Linked DNA regions of Mus musculus: regions 2 and 3 are each linked to region 1. Evidence: chromatin contacts called from public HiChIP or PLAC-seq and promoter capture Hi-C data. All regions are on one chromosome and are shown on one strand. The core of a region is the stretch at or near the end of the contact, and the rest is flanking DNA. Distances in the headings are between cores, read along the strand shown.

Region 1 (3,015 bases), core at 205-2,704:
TGCGCCTTTGTCGTCGTTGGCCATTCCCCTTCTGCTGCTGTTTAAACAAGACCCCAAGCAACTGCTTCAGACCGCCCTAAGCCGGGATGAATAAAAGGGGAACACTGCCCTCTGGAGGCTGCAAAGAGAAGAGGGCTTCGTGTTTGGTCTCTAAAGGAAAGAAAGTAGCATCCTATTTCACAAACTCAAAGGCAGGCAGGTGAGCTTCCATGAGCACCGCTAGAGATGGAGTCATCTGTCCACAGGGGATATATTTTTAAGAATCTGAGAGAAATCAGAGACATAATTTTGAAATGAGCAAGTGAAGGTCATTCCTGAGACTCCAGTTGTCTACTGGGAGTCCCTAATGCTCGAGGTACCTCATGTTTGATGTAAGGTGTTTTGCTGGAGAGGGTAATTCTATGTATGTGGAAGAAATGCAAAAACCGATCCAAACCAAGCCAAACCAAACAAACCAACCAAAAAAAAAAAAAATAAAAAAAAAAAATAAAAAGAAGAAAAAGAAGAAGAAGAAGAAGAAGAAATGAAACAAAACAAGAACCCAATAAGAACCCAATTAGTCCGTGTGGTGGTGCAAGTCTTCAGTCTTAGCATTCAGGAGACAAAATTGAGATGATTAGGAGTTCAAAGCCAGTCTCATCCATTTAATGAGTTCAAGGCTAGGTTGTTCACAGAGATACCCCCCTCCCATACACACAATTCAGAAAAAAAAAGTACCAACCAACAACTCTATGCTATATATTTCTTAATATTTTTGACACAAAGAGTAATGCCTAAAATTCATTTCCCTCTATAACATTGTAAGGGAGTTAACCAATAAAACACTTTTTGTTGGGGGTTGGTAGATTGTAAGAACTCATTAGTCTCCCTGTGGTTAAACCCTAGGGCAAAGAAAATAAATAAAGTTAAATTAAATTAAAACAGTTTTCTATTGGTTAAAAAGAATAAAAAGGGAAAATGGAAGACAAGCACCCACCTGGAACAAGACGGAGAAACAAAATGGCGGTTATTTACCTGAAAGAGAAGAGCCAGGGAACAGGCAAGAGTGGGTGGGTATCCTGGAGCCTCTGCAAGCCCACAGGCAGTTAGAAGAGTTTGAATGGAAGCTGCGCAGACAGAAATTCCAAGTGAGGCTGTTAACTGTGAGTAGCAGAGAAAGTCAGCACTTTCCATTTCCATGGGTGTGCCTTCACAGGCATGTGTACACACACCTGCAAGTGCAGGGCATGGTGGGTGGCCTGCCCCATAGTTGCTTCTTAGTGAGTCGCCCAAGTTCATCCTGGAATCTCCAGTTCAGGAACTCAGAGCTTCCGTCTCAATATTTTTAACGTTTCAAACTCGCGATGCAAGTCTGTAAGTACCAACCCTCCCCTGCTTGGAACTTCCTACCATAGACATCCCATACATCAGGACCCTGTTTTCATCTGGTCCAGTGCAGGATGCTGAGCTGTGCTTGAGGCGCCGGCGCTGGAGCTGGTGGAGAGCGCCACCTGCTGTCGCTCGTTGTGCCTTGTGTGCTGTGTGTTCCAGAGCTTCCGCCACTTGGACATAGCTTTCCTCAAGATAGTCTTGGTTCTTTTGGGTCATTTTGCCCAAATGCAAACGCATTTGCATTGTGGAGGGTGATGATAACCGAGAGAAAAACCTCAAATGAAACACAGTTTCTGCATGTTTAACCCACAGTAAAGGAGAGGAAAAGAAAAACTGGCCAGCTTCTTCTTCTTCTTTTTTTTTTTTTTTTTTTTTTTTGAGACAATTTTACAAGGTCAGTTAGAGAATTCAATTCTGTGCCCCAGGAAAAGCATCTAAAAGCCATTCTCCCGGCTTTATAAGATAAACGAGTTGGAATAGCATCGATATTGAACACTCTCAAATTAGCAAACAGCTTCGTCCCTGGCTCATACAGGGAACCCATTCAGTCAGCTTGACTGTAAAATTCTCCAGCATTGGTTTCAGCCCCATGGACCCCCCCTTGCCACCCCCACACACTGTGCTCCACTTCTGTTTGCAAAGGGAGGCTAGAGGAGGGGGAAATGAAAGAGGCGTAGGTTTAGAAGACCCACTAAATACAGAAGGTGGGGTCTCTAGTACCACACACATCTCTTTAATGTGATTGATTGGAGGGAAACCCTTCTTATATTTTTGGTTGTGAGCCTAGCCTTTAATGGCTGATCCATCTCTCCAGCCTGGGGTAAGCATTCTTGACAACAACCCAATGTGTGTGTGTGTGGGGGGGGGGGGGTGTGTGTCTTATTTTCTTCTGATCCCTGGCTTTCTCAGCAGTCTTTACTCACACACCACCTTTGCAGCTATAATTATACAAGGCACCCTGTAATGTGAGTCAAAATGCGCTGCACTGGAAATCTGAAGAGCTGGGCTTAGTTTTAGTGCTTTACAGCAACTGCAGAAGTGGCCTCAAGGTGCTAAAATTCCCCCCTAGATTCCAGTTATTTCACAGGTAAGAAAGGTATGTACTTTGGTGGCCAAAACCGTATCTGACCTTGGAGGCATGTCATGTATTGTGACCATAAGAACGCCCATTAATAAGACTACATTTTTAGAATAGTATAATTAAAAGGAATAATTTGTAAAGGTGATTTAGCCTTCGGAATCCCCAGTTGACAGAAGCAGTGGGCACGCTACTGTATTGTTATCATCACTCCTTAAGATGATGGCATAGAATTTTGTTGGGTAGCCTGAGAGAATTGCATCTGAGTGTGTGACTAACAAGAGTTCAAGTTTAAAGCACAATTCGTGTGAAATATCCAACAGAGAAGATAGCTTCATTTCACAATCATGCTGGTATCTTGAGTTGAATTACCACTCTCAAAAATTATCATCGTAAGCCACAGAGATCGGGGCTTTGTATCTGTGCCAGTAACAAGTTATTTAGTCTGGAATCAGCTAAGGCTGCCTTATGTTGGCCCTCATACTGCAATGCAGACATCTGTTTAGGGAAGCTGATGTGTGTAGCTATCCTATTTTTTATTTGTGTAGTATATTTTGAAAAAAAAA
Region 2 (3,015 bases), core at 385-2,884, 630 kb before region 1:
AGGTGGTTGTAAGCTGCCATGTGTGGGTGCTGGGAATCAAACCTGGAACCTTCGGAAGAGCAGCCAGTGCTTTTCAACTGCTGAGCCATCTCTCCAGTACAAACACATCTTAATAGACTGTTATAATTAAACACCTACATGGCCAATGTCCAGGCCATGAAATGCATTTTATATCAAAACTTTAAAAGCCCATGTCAAGTCTCTTCACCCCCCTCCCCCTAACACACATTCACACCTCTGCTGCTGTGGTAATGATTTCTTGGTGGGTTGTTGTTAGGGGAAGGGAGTTAGTAATTTCTCCGACATTTGCCCTGTTACCATATTTAAATAAAAACGCTGTGACAGTTATTCCTGAGTCTGTCCCTTAATGTGACGTTGTCTTCTAGAAATGGAGGTCCCCAGTCCAAATTCATAATATACATGCCACTTCTTGACATTCTTAGGCATCTAGCTGTGTGCTAATGTGACAGACGAAACATTGTGATTCTTAGTTCTATGGTGTTTAGTTTATGAGTCTGCTAATTTTGGTTTCAAGCCGTACTTATTCTCAACTTCCTGTCTCTGCATTTTTAAACTTCATCTCCTCTGCTTGCTATCAGGGACTCTTCTGTAAAATAGAGATGTTCCTGCCACTGCCTCCAGAGAGCTGGGATTAAAGGTATTTGCTATCACTCTCAGCCTAAACTTTACAGATTTATTTATTTATTTATTTATTTATTTGTGTGTGTGTGTGCGGCACATTTGTGTTATAGCATGTGTGTGGATGTCAGAGAACGACTTCCTGGAGTCAAGTCTCTTCTTTCTACAGTATGACTTTTGGGGATTCAGCCCCATTCCTCAGCCGTGGCAACAAGCACCTTTACCTGCAGAGCCATCTTACTGGCCCTTAGTTTTTGTTTACATCCCACCCCCCCCCCCTCCCCGTTTCCTGAGAGGTCATTTTGTTATTGTTCCTTTGTCATTCAGGTACATGTTTTCCTCAGATTTGCTGGGTCTCTTCTGTCTAATAGTGAGGAACTAGCAAGTTTAACTGAGATGGCTTTGTCCACGAAAGGCTAATTGGCTGGTCTTAATTAGCAAAAATGTAGGGAAGGAACTGAAAGTCACAAAGGGAAGCTTTTACTCTAGGCTCCTGAAATCTTTCTAGCTGTTATATTGTTACTAGGACAGGACAACTTCCTTTACCATCTCTGTCAGGAGCCAGCATGTCCTCCTTTAAGCTAATTTGATTTGGCTTCTCTATTACCAAAAATCTAAAGGAATTGGTTAAGTAACCTCCCCATACCTCTTTCCGTATTATTATATAATGTTCAGCAATTCCATATGACAAATGCAATGTAGAAGGTCCTGGGATGAATGTGTGCTTGTGCGTGCCTGCGCGTGTGCGTGTGTGTATTATGTTATTAAATGAGGCTTTCCAGACCTAGCAACTTATAAGGAAGTAAGTGTGCTGGCTAGTTTTATATCAAGCTAGAGTTATCTGAAAGGACAGAACCTCAGTTGAGAAAATGCCTCTATAAGATCTTGCTGTATTTTCTTAATTAGTGACTAATGGGGGAGGGACTAAACAAGTCATGAGGAACACGCCAGCAAGCAGCACCCCTCCCCCCAACTCTGCATCAGCTCCTGCCTCCAACTTCCTGCTCGGATTGAGTTCCCGCCCTGACTTTCCTCCGTGAAAGTGTACCTGGAAGTCTATGCTGAAATAAACCCTTTCCTCCCCAAATTGCTTTGTTCATGGTGTTTCATCACAGCAATAGTAACCCTAACTAGGACAGTAAGGAAGAAACAGATAAGGATTAAGCAGAGGAGAGGATCCTGGTTGGTGGGGTGATAGCTGGCCATTTGCTTGATCACCACTCCTGTAAAAAGAACTCTGGAAAATACACAAATGACATCACGGGTCTACAGGCCTGTTGAGAGGTCGAGCCCTTTGCGCCCTCTGGTGGTAAAGCTTTCCGCCGGGGCGCTGCAGTATGCGCTCCCGCCACACGGGGGCAGCAGACTACGCTCTGGGTCCTCTGGGCCGCAGTCGCTCCCCAAGGCACCTGAAAACACAAAACTTTCTCAGGTGAGTCAGCTCTGAATGAGACATGGCACAGCGCCAGCAGCGTGTTCTTGTTCTCATCACCCCACACTCTAGTCGCTTCTCCACCAGAGCACGCGCACCCCTTTCCCTCTGCCCTGTTCGCCTGTCCTTTCCCTTACAATCCCACCTTCAGTGCGCCCAGCTAATCGGAGCCATCTCAGGCGTTCTGTCCTTGGACATTTGACATCATGATTCCTAATTTCCCCATGAGAATCAGTTTCTCAGTTTAATGTAAATTCCTTTCATGTAATATGCCCGCTGAATATTATTTCGCCCTACACTTGATTCAGCGTGTGTGTGTGTGTGTGTGTGTGTGTGTGTGTGTGTGTGTATTTGATATGTCATGCATACTACTCTAGAATTACTGCTAGTAGTTTTGTGACGTTCATAACCATTACTGATGCACTGTTTTTTATTCATTCTGCAGCATCGTGCCAGCTAAGTGCTACGGAGCTGGGAACATAAATACCTAAAGCTTTGGGGAGCTCTGCACCTCACCAAAGCAAACCGTGAAAAGCTGCCTATGCAACAGTGTGAGCGAAGCAAAGAAGCAGAGGCTGCCTGGGCCATAGCAGGTTACCATGGAGACAGGGACACTGGGAATTTGCAAGACCGAAGAGGGTAGGAATTGGAAGTTTGCAAAAATCACAGCTCAGGGGCCTAAGCGATGACACAGCGGTTTAGAGTACTAGAAGCACCTGCAGAGGACGTAGGTTCAATTCCCAGCATCCACATGGCAGCTCACCATCTGTAACTCCAGGGCTAGGAGATCCAAAGACCTCTTCTGACATCCATGGACATAGGGTACGAAAGCGGTGCATATCCATCCATCCAGGCAAAGTACTCATGGCACATAAAAATGTATACATCCCAAAAGGTAACAGTCTACAAAATCCCATACACTCCTCTAACTGCAGAGGGGAGTC
Region 3 (3,015 bases), core at 353-2,852, 610 kb before region 1:
ATGGAGAAGAAACAAGTTAATTGGGGAACTTGACAGCTAAGAATGAAATAATACACCCAGCAGCCAGTGGACTGGACTGGACAACTGGGCCAGCATCTCTGCCAAGCACTGTGCAGCTTCAAAACATCAAGAGAAAAGGAAATTTCTTTAGGTTTCCAGAATAAAGGAAAACAAACAATAAAAGAGGTCAATAACAGAATGTTTCTAGCAGTTTCAACAATTCTCAAAGCTACAAGTCACTGGAGTGAATGATTTCTGAGCCTGAATTTTATACCCAGATAAACTAGAATACCAAATATAAAGGTCTTTTGGTACGCAGCCTCAAAGTATTTACCAGATAGGGATAGTGTATGAAACTGGGAAGAAGTATTCCAAGTAGCAACCAAACACGTTTACAGACATGAACAGAGCAATTAAATAAGCATGGAAAGACTCAAAGGGTTGTTAGATAGGAGGGCAGCAGGGGATTGCTTTTTTTTTTTTTTAACAGCACCAACACCTCATTTTGATAATAGTTGAAGTGATTTTGAAAAGCAAGATCTACTTATGTGATGATTTTGAAGAGTATAGTCCACATTAGAGGTCAATGCTATGGAAATGGACAGAAAAGCACAGATGCACATTTTATTCTTGTACTGCCTCCACAATCTCTTGCCTTATTCTGACATAAGAAACCCACTAGCCTTACTCTGACGTAGGAAACCCACTAGGCCTTTTGGAAGTGGAAATGATGAGGCTGTGGTGGTGGTGGTGGTGCTGTTGCTGGTGGTGTACCAAACATGTTAGAGCTGAGAAGGTTTTATAAAATCTCTTTAAAATGAAAGGTCTAGCAATGTCTCATGACAGCAAGCCTTTCAAATTCTACTACTTGATACAATGTCTTGGAAAGCTTTAAAAATTGCACCCTGGAGATATATGCCATAAGAAATCAGAAGCAAAGGCATCCACCAGCGTTTTAAAAATCCCACCAGGGTGGGGGTATGACTGGAGTTCAAGCGTTTGTGGGAGCACTGTGTCCGGGACCCTAGGCTAACACTGAGGAGCCTAAAGGCTCAGCCCTAGGCAGTGGGGTGCCACCCAAGGGTTTTGAGGGGGAATGGCGCCTCACATTTGTGTGTGTGCGTGAGTGCGTGTGTGGTGGCATGGGGGTCGAATTGAGAGAAGGCCAGAAGGAGGCTGCTGGTCAGGGCTGACTGGTTCCGACTCCCCTGGAGGAGCTGGGAAGGACCGCGGTGTTCCTGGCCTCGTCCCTCCGCCTCCCCCGGCCGGCTCCTGTCTTCCGCTGTTCGACGCGCCCTGGGCTCTGGCCCAGGAGGCCCATGAGCCACCAGGAGGCAGCGTGCCAGCGGCCGCGCCCTCTGATTGGGTCCCGGGCCCCTGGAGGGTGGGAACGTGACTCCTGTCCCCTCAGTCGCGAGGACCACCCGGCGGGGGGCGAGCACGCATCCCGGCTCAGGAGAGCTTCGGAGCCACCTCGCCTCACCCTCACGACTTCGCGGCCCTTCTGCCAGGCGCCTGGACGGTTCCCGCCCGCGTGACAGGAACTCGGCAAATGACGGAGGCGACGAGCGTCGCGCTGCTCGGAGCTTCGCTGCCCGGTCTGCTCCCGACCTCCAGGAACGGCGCGTCGGGCGCGCGGTGAGTGCGACGTCGGCGTCTGAGGGGACGACCCGAGGGGAGCGCGCCGCCGCGAGCTCGCCGAGCCATGGCTTCCACGACCGCGGGCCGCCGCTGGCCTCCGAGGAGACGCAGCTCGAGACGGGGCCCCACGCCGCGGTCCCGCGCGCCCGGCGCGAAGCTTTCGGCCCCGGAGGCCGGGCCGCCACGCCGCGGGCCTCTCCCGCGCGGCGGTGCGGGACGCGACACTCTCCTCGGAGCAAAGGCGACACCTTCGTCTCCCGCCGCGAGGCGATACGTGACGGCTCTCGGGCCCCCGCAGCCGCGTGGGAGCACGGACTCGGCCTGCGCGGCGCTCCCGCAGCCGGTCCCGCACGAGCCGCGGGAAGCAGCTTTCCGCCTGGCCCCGGCCTCGGAACGCGGGGCCTCGGTGTCACCTGCGCGCATCCCGAGGCGGCGGCGGCGAGTCCCGGCCATGTGGGACCCGCGCGCGGCAAGGTGCGTAGCTGGCGGGGGTTGGGGGGGGGGCGTCTGGGGCTTTGCGGGCCCCGAGTCCCCGAGGCCCCGCGGGGTTGTCTGCCCTCCCCCCTTCTCCCTCCCTCGACCGCGGCCTGGCGCGGGAAGGCGCGCGGGGCGACACGGCCCGGGCGGGCAGCGGTGCCCGGCGGAGCTTTCCCTGCGGGGACCCCCACCCCCATCCTCCCCCACCCCCCGGAGGGGCCTCCGGGCCACACCGCGGCGGACGCGCCTCGCCGCACAGCTTGGCTCGAGGTGTGCGGAGCCGCGCGGGGATGACGGCGCGGCATCGGCGGGGAGCGCGGGGCGCGGGCTGCCCCCTGGAGGGGGAGGCCTCGGTCCTCCATCCCTGCGGCCTCCGCGGCCCACCCTCCGCCGCCGACCCGAGTCGCGGGGCGGTTTGCTCAGGAGCGCGGGTTCAGCCTGCTGCTCGGCCCGGCTCAGCCCGGTTCGTCCTCGGGCCCCCAACCCCCGCACTCTTGCACTCGCGGGCTCTGCGCACTTGTAACCCGCCGCGGAGGGCTCGCGGGCCCCGCTGGGGGGGACTCTGCTCTCTGCTGGGGGCGTTTCACCGAGGCAGGCAAGAGAGAGGCTGCCTGGGGATAGTTCTTAGGGAGATGTGCAACTTGGAAAAAAAGAAAAAGCAAAATTTAGAAAGGAGGGCAAGGGAGTCCGTGAGCTCTGCAGCCTGGGGACCCGCTTCAGCTCAGTTAGCACTGTCGCAATCACTGCATCTTTAGCTAGAGAGGATGAGTGGAAAGCCAGAGGCTCTGCGGTCCCTTACACCCGGATTTATCCCCAGCTACCCAGTGTTCAGCTTTTCCCGTGCAAGGCACCTTTTTGATTTTGAGGAAAGGCTATTACACTGCTGGCATCTACAAC

What was found. Promoter capture Hi-C pulls out the DNA fragments that hold promoters and counts their contacts. HiChIP or PLAC-seq counts read pairs in DNA pulled down with a chosen protein or histone mark.
Region 2: a contact with region 1 is called in a CTCF HiChIP or PLAC-seq map of embryonic stem cells, with 13 times the contacts expected there. The contact joins the enhancer-like site here to the promoter of 4930545L08Rik in region 1. A contact is called at or near these places in 1 of 39 promoter capture datasets (hippocampal neurons), 1 of 15 datasets of contacts at CTCF or cohesin (embryonic stem cells), 7 of 484 Hi-C or Micro-C datasets (the HL-1 cell line, the N1E-115 cell line, bone marrow-derived macrophages and 4 more) and 1 of 115 datasets of contacts at active chromatin or transcription factors (astrocytes).
Region 3: a contact with region 1 is called in a promoter capture Hi-C map of hippocampal neurons, with 6 times the contacts expected there. The contact joins the promoter of Trank1 here to the promoter of 4930545L08Rik in region 1. A contact is called at or near these places in 6 of 39 promoter capture datasets (cranial neural crest, frontonasal cranial neural crest, hippocampal neurons and 2 more), 2 of 484 Hi-C or Micro-C datasets (embryonic stem cells and neural progenitor cells) and 1 of 115 datasets of contacts at active chromatin or transcription factors (embryonic midbrain).

What each region holds. Positions count from the first base shown.
Region 1 is chr9:111,917,275-111,920,289 of GRCm38.p6, forward strand. It overlaps 4930545L08Rik (RIKEN cDNA 4930545L08 gene), which reads right to left and starts at 1,455. Exons shown (of 2, transcript NR_166641.1): 1 at 1,015-1,455.
Region 2 is chr9:111,288,082-111,291,096 of GRCm38.p6, forward strand. No RefSeq gene overlaps it. Among named protein-coding and RNA genes, the nearest start is that of Epm2aip1, 18 kb to the left of the region's middle. Within about 2 kb of position 1,635, at least 99 of the 459 cell types and tissues checked have an H3K27ac peak or open chromatin away from gene starts, as enhancers often do. A contact at or near this core is called in the N1E-115 cell line, bone marrow-derived macrophages, cortical neurons and 1 more, where this site is marked.
Region 3 is chr9:111,310,137-111,313,151 of GRCm38.p6, forward strand. Trank1 (tetratricopeptide repeat and ankyrin repeat containing 1) reads left to right here and starts at 1,603. Exons shown (of 22, transcript NM_001164659.1): 1 at 1,603-2,115. The coding sequence starts at 1,706.